Linked DNA regions of Mus musculus: regions 1 and 3 are each linked to region 2. Evidence: chromatin contacts called from public Hi-C and HiChIP or PLAC-seq data. All regions are on one chromosome and are shown on one strand. The core of a region is the stretch at or near the end of the contact, and the rest is flanking DNA. Distances in the headings are between cores, read along the strand shown.

The links. A called contact is a pair of places that touch in the nucleus more often than the background predicts. HiChIP or PLAC-seq counts read pairs in DNA pulled down with a chosen protein or histone mark.
Region 1: a Hi-C map of bone marrow-derived macrophages shows a contact between it and region 2, with 17 read pairs. The contact joins two enhancer-like sites. A contact is called at or near these places in 2 of 484 Hi-C or Micro-C datasets (bone marrow-derived macrophages and uterus) and 1 of 9 other capture datasets (adipose tissue).
Region 3: a contact with region 2 is called in an H3K4me3 HiChIP or PLAC-seq map of bone marrow-derived macrophages, with 5 times the contacts expected there. The contact joins two enhancer-like sites. A contact is called at or near these places in 1 of 115 datasets of contacts at active chromatin or transcription factors (bone marrow-derived macrophages) and 2 of 9 other capture datasets (adipose tissue and liver).

The regions. Positions count from the first base shown.
Region 1 is chr12:119,067,612-119,072,491 of GRCm38.p6, reverse strand. No RefSeq gene overlaps it. Among named protein-coding and RNA genes, the nearest start is that of Abcb5, 100 kb to the right of the region's middle. Within about 2 kb of position 2,466, at least 24 of the 459 cell types and tissues checked have an H3K27ac peak or open chromatin away from gene starts, as enhancers often do. A contact at or near this core is called in bone marrow-derived macrophages, where this site is marked.
Region 2 is chr12:119,311,237-119,316,097 of GRCm38.p6, reverse strand. Gm39562 (a long non-coding RNA gene) reads right to left here. Exons shown (of 4, transcript XR_873092.2): 2 at 1,763-1,873; 3 at 1,534-1,576; 4 at 450-603. Among named protein-coding and RNA genes, the nearest start is that of Gm46331, 13 kb to the left of the region's middle. Within about 2 kb of position 2,852, at least 11 of the 459 cell types and tissues checked have an H3K27ac peak or open chromatin away from gene starts, as enhancers often do. A contact at or near this core is called in bone marrow-derived macrophages, where this site is marked.
Region 3 is chr12:119,112,200-119,117,204 of GRCm38.p6, reverse strand. No RefSeq gene overlaps it. Among named protein-coding and RNA genes, the nearest start is that of Itgb8, 120 kb to the left of the region's middle. Within about 2 kb of position 3,209, at least 46 of the 459 cell types and tissues checked have an H3K27ac peak or open chromatin away from gene starts, as enhancers often do. A contact at or near this core is called in bone marrow-derived macrophages, where this site is marked.

The DNA of each region.
Region 1 (4,880 bases), core at 1,217-3,716, 240 kb after region 2:
TTTGTTTTGTTTTGTTTTGTTTTTAATTGATGTCTATTTATTTCAGTCTTGAGTATGGGGTAGAATTTAAATCCTCATACATGTTAGGCAATCACTTGATAACTGAAGTGCATGCCCAGCCCAGTTTTACTTTCTATTTTGAAGTAGGATCTTACTAAATTGTCTGGGCTGGCCTCTAACTCATTCTGTAACCCAAACAAGTTTTGAACTTGTGATCTGCCTACCCTAACCTCCCAAGTAGAACTACAAGTCCCAGCTTAGATACAATCCTAATTGCAGTCCTTCTCAGTGATAGGTTCTGGAATGTTCAGTCTCTACAAAGAAGGGAAAAGGAAAGCTAGAGAAGGTAAGGACAGAGATAGGTGTCTTGCTTTTCATGACTCCACCATGTATTCATTAATAATGAAGACACCTATTCTGTTTGGGATGAACGTCTGGAGTGTATACAACTGAGAAAATATTTCAAGCTAAGGATAATTTACTTACAAAGTCTTTGTGGCTGCATTGTTAAGTGCTATACTCTAAGGTAAATCGCTATCTTAATTAGGATTTCAATTTCTATGACAAAATGCCTTGACCAAAAGCAACTTGAGGATGAGGAAGTTTATTTGGCTGACGTATCTCTGGGGTCACAAGCCATCAGGAGAAGCCAATGTAGGAACTCAAGTCAGGAATCTAAAGGCAGGAACTGAAGCAGAAGCTATGGAGGAGTGCTGCTTATATGACATTCTGACAGCAGCATTGCTCAGTGGAGATCCCTTCTTCCCAGATATTTATAGGTTTATATAAGTTGGCATAACCAGCATAACCATCATGGCCATAAACACAAGTACACAAAGTAAAAGTTAATCAAAAGAACTATTCAAGTACTGTGAGTAGGAATGTAATTTGTCACCACGTAGCTGGGGTAGTTTACTGAAACTCTGTCTTCCCCTACAGAACCCAAATCAGTGTCTCTTCCATGAAACTTGGTCTCCTGTGTTCAGAACTGTTCATTCAATAGACTATGTACAAAAAACATAACTTAGACAAAGACACTGATGCAAACTAAAGTTTGTACTTGAGCCTCATGTTACTGTTACAAGATTCTTGTGTCCAGAGGGATCCTTCATCTCACATCTTACACAGCGTTTCTAGGATACCAACATATTCAGGCCCACAGATCACAGAACTGTGTAATCTCAAGTAATCTTTTGTACTTTGGATGAAATCATGAAAATACCCACGTAGTTATAGCTTAACTCTGTTACCATCAAGCCAAACCCTCCTAAGTGTGACCCACACTCCAGGCAAACCAAGTTGCTAATTTTTGCCACAGAAAAGTTAACTCAATTGAATTTGATAAAAGTCAGCACTAAAACAAAGGGTAATAATTAACTGAAGAAACTCCTAACCTTTGTTCAAGGCAAAGCTGGGACTCTGTGAAGCATTTAGTCTTGCCACCACTTGTTAAATGCTTGTGTGGATTCAGTGGCCCCAGGGACAGAGTAGAATCTTGAGAATTGCCTTGTCAGATAAGGGAGGTCTGATAAAGTCCCCAGACAAATGTTGACAATGTTATAAAAATATATAAACTATAAACAGAGATAAACATCAAATATTAAAATTTATATGATATCATGGCATAAACAAGTATAAATGAAATTTTAAACAGTTTTTTTAAAAAAGAAATAAAATCCTATCATAGCTAATGACTCTGCTTGTAAAATTTATAAATAGATTTTTTTTGTTCTAGTCAAGAGATGAAATTATTTCTTTTAAAAGCTAAGCTGCAAGCAGAAGGAAGATAATTCTCTCTTTAACCTCTGACTAGCTGAGTCATTGCAGGGAGGGTGTAATGACGTCAGTTTTCAACAGAACCACCCACCAAGGAAACACAAATCAGTAAGGAGTAATGACTTGCACAGGAAGTAGCATATTAAACTGGGACATTAGTTCCAAACTTTTCTATCAGCACCAGATAGCCAGATTTGCCCTACAGTCAAAACTGGGATATGAAACAAATCACAATGTATAATGATACTTTTTAAGGCTGAATTTTAAAAACAAGAGAAACTAGAACTGGATTTGTGGAACCTATACCTGGTTGGACCATAATATGGTAGGTAACCCAAGTGCTAAAGGCGTATTTGATGTAGGAGAGAGATGGCGGTCACTTTCTGGGGCTCTTACTCTTATTATTGAAAGTATTTATGAATGAACTAAAAAAAAAAAAAAACAAAACAAAACAAAACAAAAAAAAACAAAAAAAAAAAACAAAACTCAAGGATGATTTCATTAACATTTACTAGAAACCCTCTCTGGGCAGGAAAGCTGTAAAACCGAGCAACTGCAGAAAGGGAAATGTAGGAGAAAACAAACAAACAAAAAAGAGCTGCCATTTAGACTGGCACAGAGGTAGACACAGAGCAGACAAATGGCCACGTGGCAGGGAGAGAAGCTCTGGAGAAAGAAGAAGGAAGCCTGAAATGCTGGTAATCCAGAATGTTGAGGGATAAGTATGCTTAAAGGAGAGAGAAAGTCAAAAAGGAGAAGCTATGCTTTTCTGAATAATTCAGGAAATTATGGTGACTTATGAAGCTGTGTGGCTGCGGTCTGCAAACTACAGCATTAGGGCGAGACTCTGGGAAGAGTACAGTATCTTATTAAAGGGAAAACTATTCTTCCTATCTCCTGAGCATGTTTAAGGTGAAGCTGCCATTCTAGGGTAGTCCCTTGGCCAGGAGGTTGACCTTGTCTAGCTGAATGGTACATCTTCACTCAGGCCAAAGATTCTATTCTCTTGACCAGGAGGAGTTTTATTTTGTTTCTGTTTCTATTCTTACGTATTGTTTCTGCCCAGTCCAGGACACCTGAGCTTCCTGTAACAACAGCAAACAAAGATAGACAGGTGATGATGCTCAGTGACTAGTCAAAGTCAGAAGGGTCATAGAATTCTTTACCAATCACAGAAAAGTAAAGAAGTAGCGATGTCTGAGGCCCACAGAGAGACTGCAAAGAATCTTGCCTGTGTCCAGCCTGGCCACCCAAGAGGATAGGAGGGCCTAGGTTTGCAGTGAGACAACAAACTCTCTGTCCTGAGTATTTATAACCGCCACATCAACCTCATGTGCAATTTGAAAAATCCTTATAAAAATTCTTACCACACTATCTGAATTTCCTGACCTGTTTCCTAAAAAATAGCTAGTAGAGAATATAATTAATAGAGTTTAATTGACATATCCAGGTAACTGAGAGGAAAATTAAAACCTGTGGGGAAAAAAATACTAAACAGAGGATAAACCTGAAGAATTATCCTCAATACATTTCACAAAAAGAATTCTGTGAAAAATAAGAGATAGATTAGGTCAGCACATGAGCAACCAGAGTAGGAACTCATGTAAAGTACATCTACAGGAGATAAAGCCTAAAATTTTTCCAGAAATTTTGAAATGCATAATTATGACGACGAAGAAGAGCAACTATGATTTCAAAACTCAAATTGTAATTTCAAAAAACAGTAAAATTACCCAAAAGGCTTTAAAACTTGTTTGGTTTGTTTTTTAATTTATTATCTTGTTTCATTTACTATTAGGAGATAGGGGGATTTTGTTCCACAGTGCACATGTGGAGGTCGAGGATGACTTTGTGGAGCTGATTTTCTTCTTCCACAGTTGGCTCTGAGGATCAAACTTAGATTGATCGTCATGCTTATGGGGGAAAGTGCTCACACTCACTGGTCCATTTTGCCGGCCAAAGTTTTAAATTTTCTGATGGGGAAACAAAATCATTAGAGTTAAAAACAATAATAGCGGGAAGCACCTGGGCAGGTGCTTGGGTGTATTTCTACAATGAACAACAGATGAATGTATGGTGAAGAGATGGGAAAATGGAGTACCGGGGCAGCAAGATGGAACAGAAAGTGAAGCCGCAGTTAACACTAAAGGCCAAGAGATATCTGTGGTCTTGGCTGCCTCTGGAGACTGTATGGATATCTGAGATCTGTGTTGCATTGGGACAACATGCTGATCTGATTAGTCTGCACTGCCACCTGAGACATCTAGGCCCATGCTTCTGCTGAGGGGTATGTCTGGGTTCATGGCCCTATGGCAGCCAGGTCTGTGTTGATGTCCCTGGCCTGTGTTACCGCCAAAGGCCACGAAGGTATCCCTAGTATGGTCTGCCATCTGAGGCATGGTGCTGAGCTGGCCCTGCCCTTTACTGGCCTCCATACTCAGGAGAGTGGGCCTGCACTTCTCCTGAGTGGGCCCTGCACTTTGCCTGGGCAGCTCAGTAGAGCTGACCCTGGTGGTAGGGATGTTGGTGAGATGGCCAGAGGACATGAGAGCAAAAGAGGTGATCTTGCCCCTTGCCAGCTGTGATAGCTGGAGCAGCCCAGGAGTGTTTGCTCTGGTGGTATGAGTAAAGGAGAATGGGTGGGCTGACCAACTCAGCTACCTCCCAGGCCCAGATCCATGGCTTTGAAATAGCCCTCTCCAACATGTACCCCATCTATGACCTGCTAGGGTTCATGAAAGGGACTGTCCTAAAGATCCAAAGCTGTAGGATCTCCATGACAGGGAAACAGCAGGGTATCAGAGAGGAGTTCCAGTAAGGATCCAGTAGTACAGATAGTGTAGGAGAAGACAGAAACCTCAAAACAGACCAATGACTCATTGCTATAACATTTGCAAGTAAAGATGTGACACGCTGTGACACTGTACAGCTTCCACGACAAGATATTTTTATTCTATCTTATTTTACTTTCTTTGGGGGTGAGGCAGTTACAAGGGCAGATACAAAGGGACAGGGAGATTAGTGGGATTGGGGTACATGGTGTGAAATTCACAAAGAATCAATAAAAAGTTTTTTTTTAAAAAAAAGAAAACAATAATAGCAAG
Region 2 (4,861 bases), core at 1,603-4,102:
CTAATAGAGAACTGGATGCTCACAGTCATCCATTAGATGGAGCACAGGGTACCCAATGAAGAAGCTAGAGAAAGTACCCAAAGAGCTGAAGGGGTTTGAAGCCCCTTAGGAGGAACAACAATATAAACTAACCAGTAACCCCAGGCTCCTTGGGACTAAACCACCAATCAAAGAAAACACACAGAGAGACTCGTGGCTCTAGCTGCATATGTAGCAGAGGATGGCCTAGTCAATGGGAAGAGAGACCCTTGGTTCTGTGAAGATTCTATGCCCACTGGGGGAATGCCTGAGCCAAGATGTGGGAGTGGATGGGTGGGGGGTCAGGGGGAGGGCAGAGAGGATCCGGGATTTTTGGAGAGGAAACTAGGAAAGGGGATAACATTTGAAATGTAAATAAGGAAAATATCTAATAAAAATTTCGTTAAAAAGCTGTAAGTACATTACCGGGTATCCTGTCCATGTTTCTCCTGCTTTTTCACTTCCTCTTCTTCTTCCCTCTGCCTTATCCTTCTGCTTCTTCTCATCTTCCAATCCCCAGTCTGTCTTTGTGAGCAGCCTTCTCTCCGCACAGGTTTTTTATAGATGTCAAGCCTCACTTAGAGCCTAAAGGAATGACCCACTGACCTTAGATAGACACTTCTAAAACTGGGAGACTAAGTAAACTGTTACTCCTTTGTGCTTTTTCTTTGGGACATTATTTCATAATGCTTGAAATAATATATTATATAAGGTAAATTAAAAACTACCCTTCAGCAAGGGTTGGGATGACCAGACACTTTGAGGAAATCCTTTGATTACATATATGTTGCTATTTAGTTTCACTGTACATAAGTTCTGTGTTTAAAGTTACATGCAGATCTTAAGCTTTAGCTAAACGTTACTTACTAACACTGGCATTTCATTTCCAAGATGTGTTGAGAAGGCTCCCATGGCAAGGCCTTATCAAATGTCCAGATATTAATTTCTAAATCATTTTCCCCAACAATCAAAACTTTGTAAAGAAATGGCTGATTTGAGGGCCAAGGCAAAGTAAATATGAACTTTATATCCTGTGTCAGACAGTGAGAAATTCTTAAACACTGATGTCATATAATAAAGAAATAATGGAGCCAGCTTCTCCTGGCCAAATATGGGATATGGTAAACATGAAATAAATATTCCAGTGGCTACAACTGCTAAATAAAATAAGAATCTATGAGTTCTATGGGAGACTGTTAATAAATGGTTTAGAAGAATCACTAGACAGATTGATGTCATGTGTTCTCTGTTTGCTCTTAGAAAGATAAAACATTATTTTATGCTTCTGTGGTCCAAACTCTAAATCCAAGATCTATCAAGAAGATATGGGAAAACACAACTGAGAGGACACTTTTTAAAATAACATGCCCTTTTCAGAAACATCAAAATTAAGGAAAATGGAAGTAGAAAACGTCTCTATGATAAAAGGGAAAAAACTTAAAAAGTGACAAGAACTAAGTGAAACATACTATTTTAGGTTGTATTTGGGGGCAATGAGGAAGTATTGTGAAGTACCTTATTGGGACCAATCACAACATTTCACCATGGAATCTGAAATCTGAAATAGATAAGAATATCACTTTAATGATAAATTTGACAATTTTAATTTTAATTTCTTTTAATATTGTGTGTGTGTGTGTGTGTGTGTGTGTGTGTGTGTGTATGTGTGTGCGCGCGCGCATGTTCATGCCATGGCACGTATATGGAGGGAAGAGAACAACTTGAAGTAATCAGTTATCTTTACCATGTGGAAGCTAGGGATCAAACCTAGGTCATAAGGCAAAGTAGGTAGAACCATTGTCTTCTGAAATATCTCTTCATCTCCAATTTGTTAATGTTGATTGTTTTATTAAACCTGCAGCAAAATATAAAGAAATAGCTGCCCTATTGTTATACAATACTATAAGGTTGAAATTATATTTAAATTAAAACATTTCATAAAATTATCAGTTATTTGGTCAGATTCAAAAATATAAAGTGAAACACCAAATTCTGCTATACTAAAAACTTATAATGCTATATTCATTATTTAGAACATAAATCAAAGTGTTTAAAGCTGAAAGTCACAGTGCCAGGAGTCTAGCCTTACAAATATATAGCAACAAGCTACTTATACTGTTATTTATACTAATGGTACTTTGCTTTGCACCTTAGAAGTTTAAATACAAAACAGTTTAACACGATGCAATAATTAAACATTGGGAATTTTTATATTTAGAATAACTCCGTTTACAGAAATGTTTAGGAATAGGTCAGATATTCTGCCAATAAATGTAAGAGTACTTGACAGTTTTCAGGATTCAATATTAGAATTGTGAGAAAGCTTTTCATTCTGAAAGCTGGAACAACAACAACAAAAAAGTCAACTAACCTTAGGTCAGAAATACTTTGGCTATATGAACAGTGTCTAATGAATTGTGAAATATATCCCACTATTTTTCTTTTTGCTATGTCAAATTGTATGTAGTAGTTTCACTTGTTTCTGTGGTGGGTTATTCAGCTTGTTTCCACTTCTGTTTTTAGACCTAAGCTTCACAATTATGCCAAGAACGTTTGCTTTCATATTGCTTCTGAAACCAGACTTTCATAATTAGGCCACAAAACAATTCAGTAATAACAGACATTAAAGCAATGCAATATTTGAAACTCATATCTAGAGGATTTGGCAAAAAAGGCTCATAATAACTTGACAAGTCTGAAAGTTCTAGCAGACAAAATCTGAAAGTGTTTCTAAGGTCAATTTGTTCATTTGCCTTCTTGATCTTTTCCTGCCCTGGCCCCAACTGGGACACACACTTAATTCTTTTTTTTTTTTTCCTGAGCCTTTGCTTTTTGAAGAAGTGGAGACTGGAATATAAACCAGAGCTAGACACTCTATTTTGCAGAACTATATGGTAGAAACTGAAAATAAGTCCATTTTATCGTCTGAAATCATAAAGCAGACCTAGATAATCCTGAATAGTTTGTCAACAGCACAGAAAATATGCTCACAAACACTACCGAATTAGAAGCAGGAAAGTGGCACTGTAGGCATTCCCCAGGTAGGAAGGGACAGGCCCTTCTAAGGGGGTGAACTCCAAATGGATGTCCCCATTTCTGCTGGAGATCCCAGATTACATTCCCTACTTGGGGAGCCCCACAAGTTTCTTCATTGCTTCCTTCAGGGATGGACGCAGAATTGAGAACATTGCTATTTGGGGGAAATCTAGAAAGTGCCTCATGAGGAAATTAAGGATTGAAGAAACTATAAGACCTTCCTTTCATGGCTTCTATCCCTTAATTCATGTAAATTCTTCTGTTTCAAAAAGACCCAGGCAACAGCATCATGGGGTTCTTATTCAACATTTTGTAAGTAGGGCTTCCCCCTTCCTGCTGATTATGTTTTAGGGTTATCTTCACAAATTGGTACTCTTGATGCTGCAGCAGTAATAAGGAATTACATTAAAATCATTGTAATTCAAAGATTACCTTTTTATTGGTTCCTTGGTCATGCTGTTCTATACACACACATACACACAAACACACACACACACACAGAGAGAGAGAGAGAGAGAGAGAGAGAGAAAGAGAGAGAGAGAACTAAAAATTAAAAGTTGCTAGGCTCCTTCAGTACTAAGACTTGGAAAGTACAATCTGTTGGTCAAAATCAAGTCACAATGCAAAGTTCAAAGGAAATTAAAAGCCAAAAAACTGAGAAGTAAATCTCATATCTGGATAAATGATAAAGCAAAGGAACACTGGCCACCTCAACAAATATGTAATTTTTTGGAGTTTATTTCAAAGTCATATTCCTTCTGATATTTCCAATGATAATAAGTATCATATGAAGTTTTTCTTTCTACAGTATTTTAAGCCCTTAATGGGTATACAAGGCCAAATTATTAAATTGCTAGAATGCCATCCTATAAAAATTGCTCTGACGATTTTTTGAGAGCTTTGTGCAGAAGCTAGATATGGATTTCATGGGTTGATTATTGAGGTTGGCTTATTAAAATAGTATAATTCTCAATATTGATGAGAATTGCATGTAACTTTATATTGTCCATATTCTACCTTGACTAAAAGGAAACATTTTGTGATTTCACCAAAAAAGACATTTGCAATATAATTATTACTTGATTGATCCATCCATTCTTGACAAAATCATTTAGAACATTTTTATCCATACATTTTTGTTGCGACTATAAGTCATTTATCTTCTTTTTCAGAAAATAAGAAAATACAGATTATAATTAATACCTAGAAAGAGAATTCAAGATTGATGAAGAATCAGACAATCTCATCTATCAGGAAACAAAGCCACAGAAAGCAGTATATCCCAACACATCTCGTAAAAGACTTCTCATTAAATACAACACAAATATTGGAGAGCAAGCAGAGAGATGCCCTTACCTACATTTTTCAATTCCAACTTAAATTCAATCTTTTATACAGTTAAAGTCCTCAAGAGGACCTAGCTGAACTGAGAACTAAAACCCAGATATGATCTTCTGTATGCAACCTTGGCACAGGAACAAAGCTGTTACACTGTACTTATTAATATGCATGCTCTAAGACTTATTCTTATAAATAAACATCTTTGTTCAAAAATAGCCAAGAATTTTTTTTTAAAGCAAAAGATGTTTAAACACAGGGTGGTGGAATCTTAGGGAAAACCCAAAGAATGAAGCTAATTTATTCCAGGAAAGGGACAAAGTCAAATCATGAGGCAAACTCATTAATAGTGAACGTGAAGTGCTGTTGGTGGTTTTGCACATACTTTGATTGTGAGCAATACAGTCAGGATTCATGAATATTGGTGTAAAATTTTCTCCAGGTATTCTTATATTTGCTTTAAGAGGGA
Region 3 (5,005 bases), core at 1,960-4,459, 200 kb after region 2:
TAAACAGAACTCCAATAGCTTATGTTTTAAGATCAAGAATTGATAAATGTGACCTCATGAATCTTGAAAACTTCTGTAAGGCAAAGGACATAGTCAGTAAGAGAAATTGGCAACTAACATATTGGGAAAAAAATCTTCACTAACCCCACATCTGATAGAGGGCTTATATCAAATATATATAAAGAATTCAAAAAGCCCACAAAAAAACCAACCAAACAAACAACCCAATCAAAAATGGGGTATAGAACCACACTGATAATTCAAAACTGAAAAATCTCGAATGGCTGAGAAGCACCTAAAGAAATGTTCAAAGTCCTTAGTTATCAGAGAAATGAAAATCAAAATGACCCTGAGATTCCACTTTTAACCAATCAGAATGACTAAGATTAAAACTTTAGGTAACAACACATGTTGGCAAGGATATGGAGAAAGAAGAACACTCACTCCTCCATTGCTGGTGGAATTGCAAACTGGTACAACCACTCTGAAAATCAATCTGAAGGTTCCTCAGAAAATTGGAAATAGATCTACCTGAAGACCAAGCAGTACCATTCTTGGGAATATACCCAAAAGATGCCCCACCATGCCATAGGGGCACATGCTCCAATATGTTCATAGCAGCCTTATTTATGACAGACAGAAGCTGGAAACAACCCAGATGCCCCACAACATAAGAATGAATACAGAAAATGTAGTTCATTTATGCAATGGAATACTATTCAGCTATTAAGAATGAGGATATCCTGAGTTTTGCAGGCAAATGGATGGAACTAGTACATATCATCCTGATCCTGAGTGAGGTAACTCAGACCCAATAGGACATGCATGGTATGTACTCACTAATAAGTGCATATTAGTCAGAGGGAGAGAGAGGGAGAGAGAGAGAGAGGGAGAGAGAGAGAGAGAGAGAGAGAGAGAGAAATACAGAATACCCAAGATACAGTCTACACAACTCAAAAAGGTCAACAAGCTGAAGAGCCCAAGTGAGAACTCCTTAGTCCCATTTAGGAGGGAGAAGAAAGCAATCACAAGTGGGGAGGGAGAGACCTTGGAGGGAAAGTGGAAGGGGGAATAGGAACCTGATCTGGTATTGGGTGAGGGAAAAGGACTGAAGCCCTGAGGGCCAGCAGAAAAGGGGGCCCTTCAGAATGCACCAGAGACTTGGGAGGTGAGAGGACTCAAAGGGAAGAACCTTAGATGAAATGCTTGGTAGTAGGGAGAGGGAACATATAGAGCCCACTTCCAGCAGGAAGACAGGGCATCAAGTGAGGAAGGTGGTTGCCATCCTACAGTCAAAACTCTGACCCGTATTTGTTCCTTTCTGAAAGAACTGCAGGGATGGGAATGGAGAGGAGCCTGATGAGAGGAAGGTCCAGGGACAGGCCCAAAGTGGGATCCAGCTCAAGGGGAGGTCCCAAGGCCTGACACTATTACTGCAGCTATGGAGCAGTCACAAAATGGGACCTATAATGACTGCCCCGAAAGACCCAACAAACAGCTGAAAGAATCAGATGCAGATATTTACATCCAACCAATGGACAGAAGCTGCTGACTCCTGTGGTTGAATGAGGGAAAGGCTGGGAGAAGCTAAGGGAGGAGGGAAACCCTGTAGAAGGATCAGCAATCTCAATTAACCTGGACCCCCAAGATCTCTCAAACACTGGACCACCAACCAAGCAGCATACACTAGCTGATATGAGGCCTCGAACACATATACATCAGAGGGCTGCTGGGTCTGGGTTCAGTCAGAGAAGATGCACCTAAGCCTCAAGAGACTAGAGGGCCCAGGGAGTTTAGAGGTCTGGTCGGGTAGGGGTTAGGGGTGGGCACAACCTCGTGGAGACAGGAGGTAAGGAGGAGGTATGTGATATGAATCAATTTCAGGATGGAAGGGAGGGAGATAAAACATGGAGTGTAAAAAAATAAATAAATAAATACATAAATAAAAGACAAGAGAAAAAAAAAAAAACAACTTACATCTACCAATCCAGCCCTACAGAAGATACTAGAAGGATACCTACACCAGAGATAAAACAAAATATTAATTATCTCACAACAAAACCAAAGGAAGAGAATCACACACACATAATGCCAACTACAAAAGGAGACACAACGGGAACTAACAATGATCTGTCTTTAATATCTCTCAATATTGAGCCACCAGACAGACAGCACACATAAGCTGGTAAAAAGGTCCCTGACACACAGCAGAGGACTGCTTGGTCTAGCCTCAGTGAGAGAAGATACACCTAACCCTCCAGAGACTTAAGGCCCCAGGAAGTAGGGAGGTCTGGTGGGGTGGGATGGGTGGGGAGTAGGTAGGTGGGGACATCCTCTTGGAGACAAGGGAGGAAGAGTGGGCTGAGGAATTGTTGGAGGACAGACCAGAGGTTGATAATTACTGGACTGTAAATAAATAAATAAAAAGATAGATAGATAGATAGATAGATAGATAGATAGATAGATAGATAGATAGATAGATAGATAAATGATAATTAAAAATTTTTTTAAAAATTTCTGAAACCTACATTGAATGTTATATATGGATCTTGAATGTGAGAAGTAGGATTTTTGTTTTTTGTTTTTGTTTTGTTTTGGGGGGGGAAGGGGGGTTGAGACAGGGTTTCTCTGTATAGCTCTTGCTGTCCTGGAACTCTCTGTAGACCAGGCTGATCTACTCAAAAATATACCTGCCTCTGCCTCCCAAGTGATGGGATCAAAGGCCTGTGCCACCACCGCCCTGCACAGAAATAGTTTTGCACTGATTTAAAAAGGCACCATGTCAAATATGCCTGAAACTATATGAGAGTTTTCTTATCAAGGACTTTAGTGTTCTCAAAAAACACTTTAACTTCAGGAAAAGATACCCTAGCATTTGTGCCAGTGTTATCAAAAAAGCTTATGCTCCTGATTTCATTTTTTAAAATGAAATTCTAAATGAGATAAGTTCTGAAATTGTAAATGTCTTTGATATGAAATCAAGGAGCAATTCATCAGAAATGTGAGCACAACACATAATTCCCTGAGTCCAACCAAAATGTAATGTCGAAAGTCTTTTCTCCTTGCCAAAAATGATAACCTATGATATTCACGTAAATGAACTGAACAACTGAAATGTCCTCTTATCTAATTTTCATGCTATTTCCGTGCTTGGTAACTTTGGTTACAAAAGTTTGAAAAATAAGGAACTGAAAGGAAGAGTCATAGCCACTTCACAGAGCAATTTACCACTGCATGCTGCTTCATTTCTCGGGAGACAAATGGCTTGCAGTGCTGAGAAGCAAACCATCACGAACGTAATTTACAGACCACTGTCTCACAGAGGGATAGTGTAGAAGACTGACTAATGCATGGACAATCTGCCTTCTGAATTTCCCATTAGCCAGCTCTCTTTGCTATTCTCCATGCTTGTTCTTAGTCAGGGGCTGAATCAAAGGAAAAGGCAGGTACTCTCACAACATTTTTCTGTATGGATTTCTTCTTAAGCAGCAGGAACTGCTCTCTTTCTCTCTCTCACTTTTTCATGTGCACACGTGTGCAGCAGAATAATGATTTAAATGCTTAGTATTAGGGCACATTTATCTCCTCTTAGTACAAAGAATTTTAGCATACCCTAAGTAATCAAGTCTCCATGTTTGGTGATGTATCCTGTATTCCTATGTATTTGTTCTCTTTGTTCACTAGAATCCTGACTTTTTTTTTTCTGCAAATAGGCTGAAACACATTAAAATAAGAATATGTCAATAAGATTATATTACAATGTAAAGAAAGATCACCCAAACAGATAGACATACAAATAGGAAATACATACCAAATCTATGGATTAAAAAAAGAAAATAATGGAATTCATCCAGTGGAGATCTTAGCTTCAGGTAGAGTAAAGTGGGATATGATCAATCAGTTTTCGTTTTTGTAGAAGCATGCCATAAATCACATGCTCTAGGAAATAAGTGTATAAGCAGAGTGCATGTTGGGGGTGTTTCCTGATTAGATTTCTTGGGCTTACCACCTGTGGTGGCATGGCCAACCAGATGGTCAGAAAGGAGAGAGGCAATGAGAACAGGAAACACCGGCTTCACTGTGGATGGAGCTAAAGTAGGGATTGGCTTTGCCGAGTTTTTTTTTTAATTGGATAACACAAACCTGTATTCTCTCATCCCAGACTCAGATTTGTCATCATGGATGTTCCTGAAAATGGAATGGTGTTGGGTCACGTTGGTTTCAGCAGAACATAGGAGTAGGTAGAAGTGAGCTTCAACTACAAGTGATCATCAGGCATTATGTATGTGGTTTTGTCCTGATGGCTGTGATAGATTTTGGCAGATCCCCTAGTGCCTACTGCAGAACAGAAAATAAGCTACTCTATGAAAGCAAAGTTATTCCAAAACAGGATGAAAATAAATTATTTTCATTACTCAGTATTAAAAATGAATAATATAATGGAAACAAATTCTCACAAATCCCACAGGAAACATAGATAACATATTTCATGGAGATGTTTTCTACAGGACTTTTGATAGGAGCACAACATTACAGCATTTATGCATAAGAGTGAGTCTGTAACAAGGTGGTCAAAACCAGGCCTGGAAACCAGGCTACTGCACATCCAGGTACAATCACTCAGTTGCTCATTCCTTAGTTAAAAAAAAAAAGCCACAATGCAAGCCATCATGCTTTATATAGGAAATGTGACCTAAAATGAGAAAACATGCCGGAGATCATGAGTTTTGAAAAAACACATGTGACCACCTCTCAAATCTCATTACCGATTCTAACTGGGTGCTGAGAGAAGGTTAAGGAGATGAGATGCAACTCCTAGAGAAGGACTGAAAAAAGATCAGAAGTCCTTCTTGGTGTGAATGGTCCCTTGAAGAGAAATGAAGCAGCAACTCCTACACTTAAAAGGAACAGAGGATATCAAGAAAGCTGCAATGGACGGCACTTAGGTGTAGCACTGTGTCATTGACTTTGCACTTGAATGTAAGGCCCTTTTCTTGACAACACT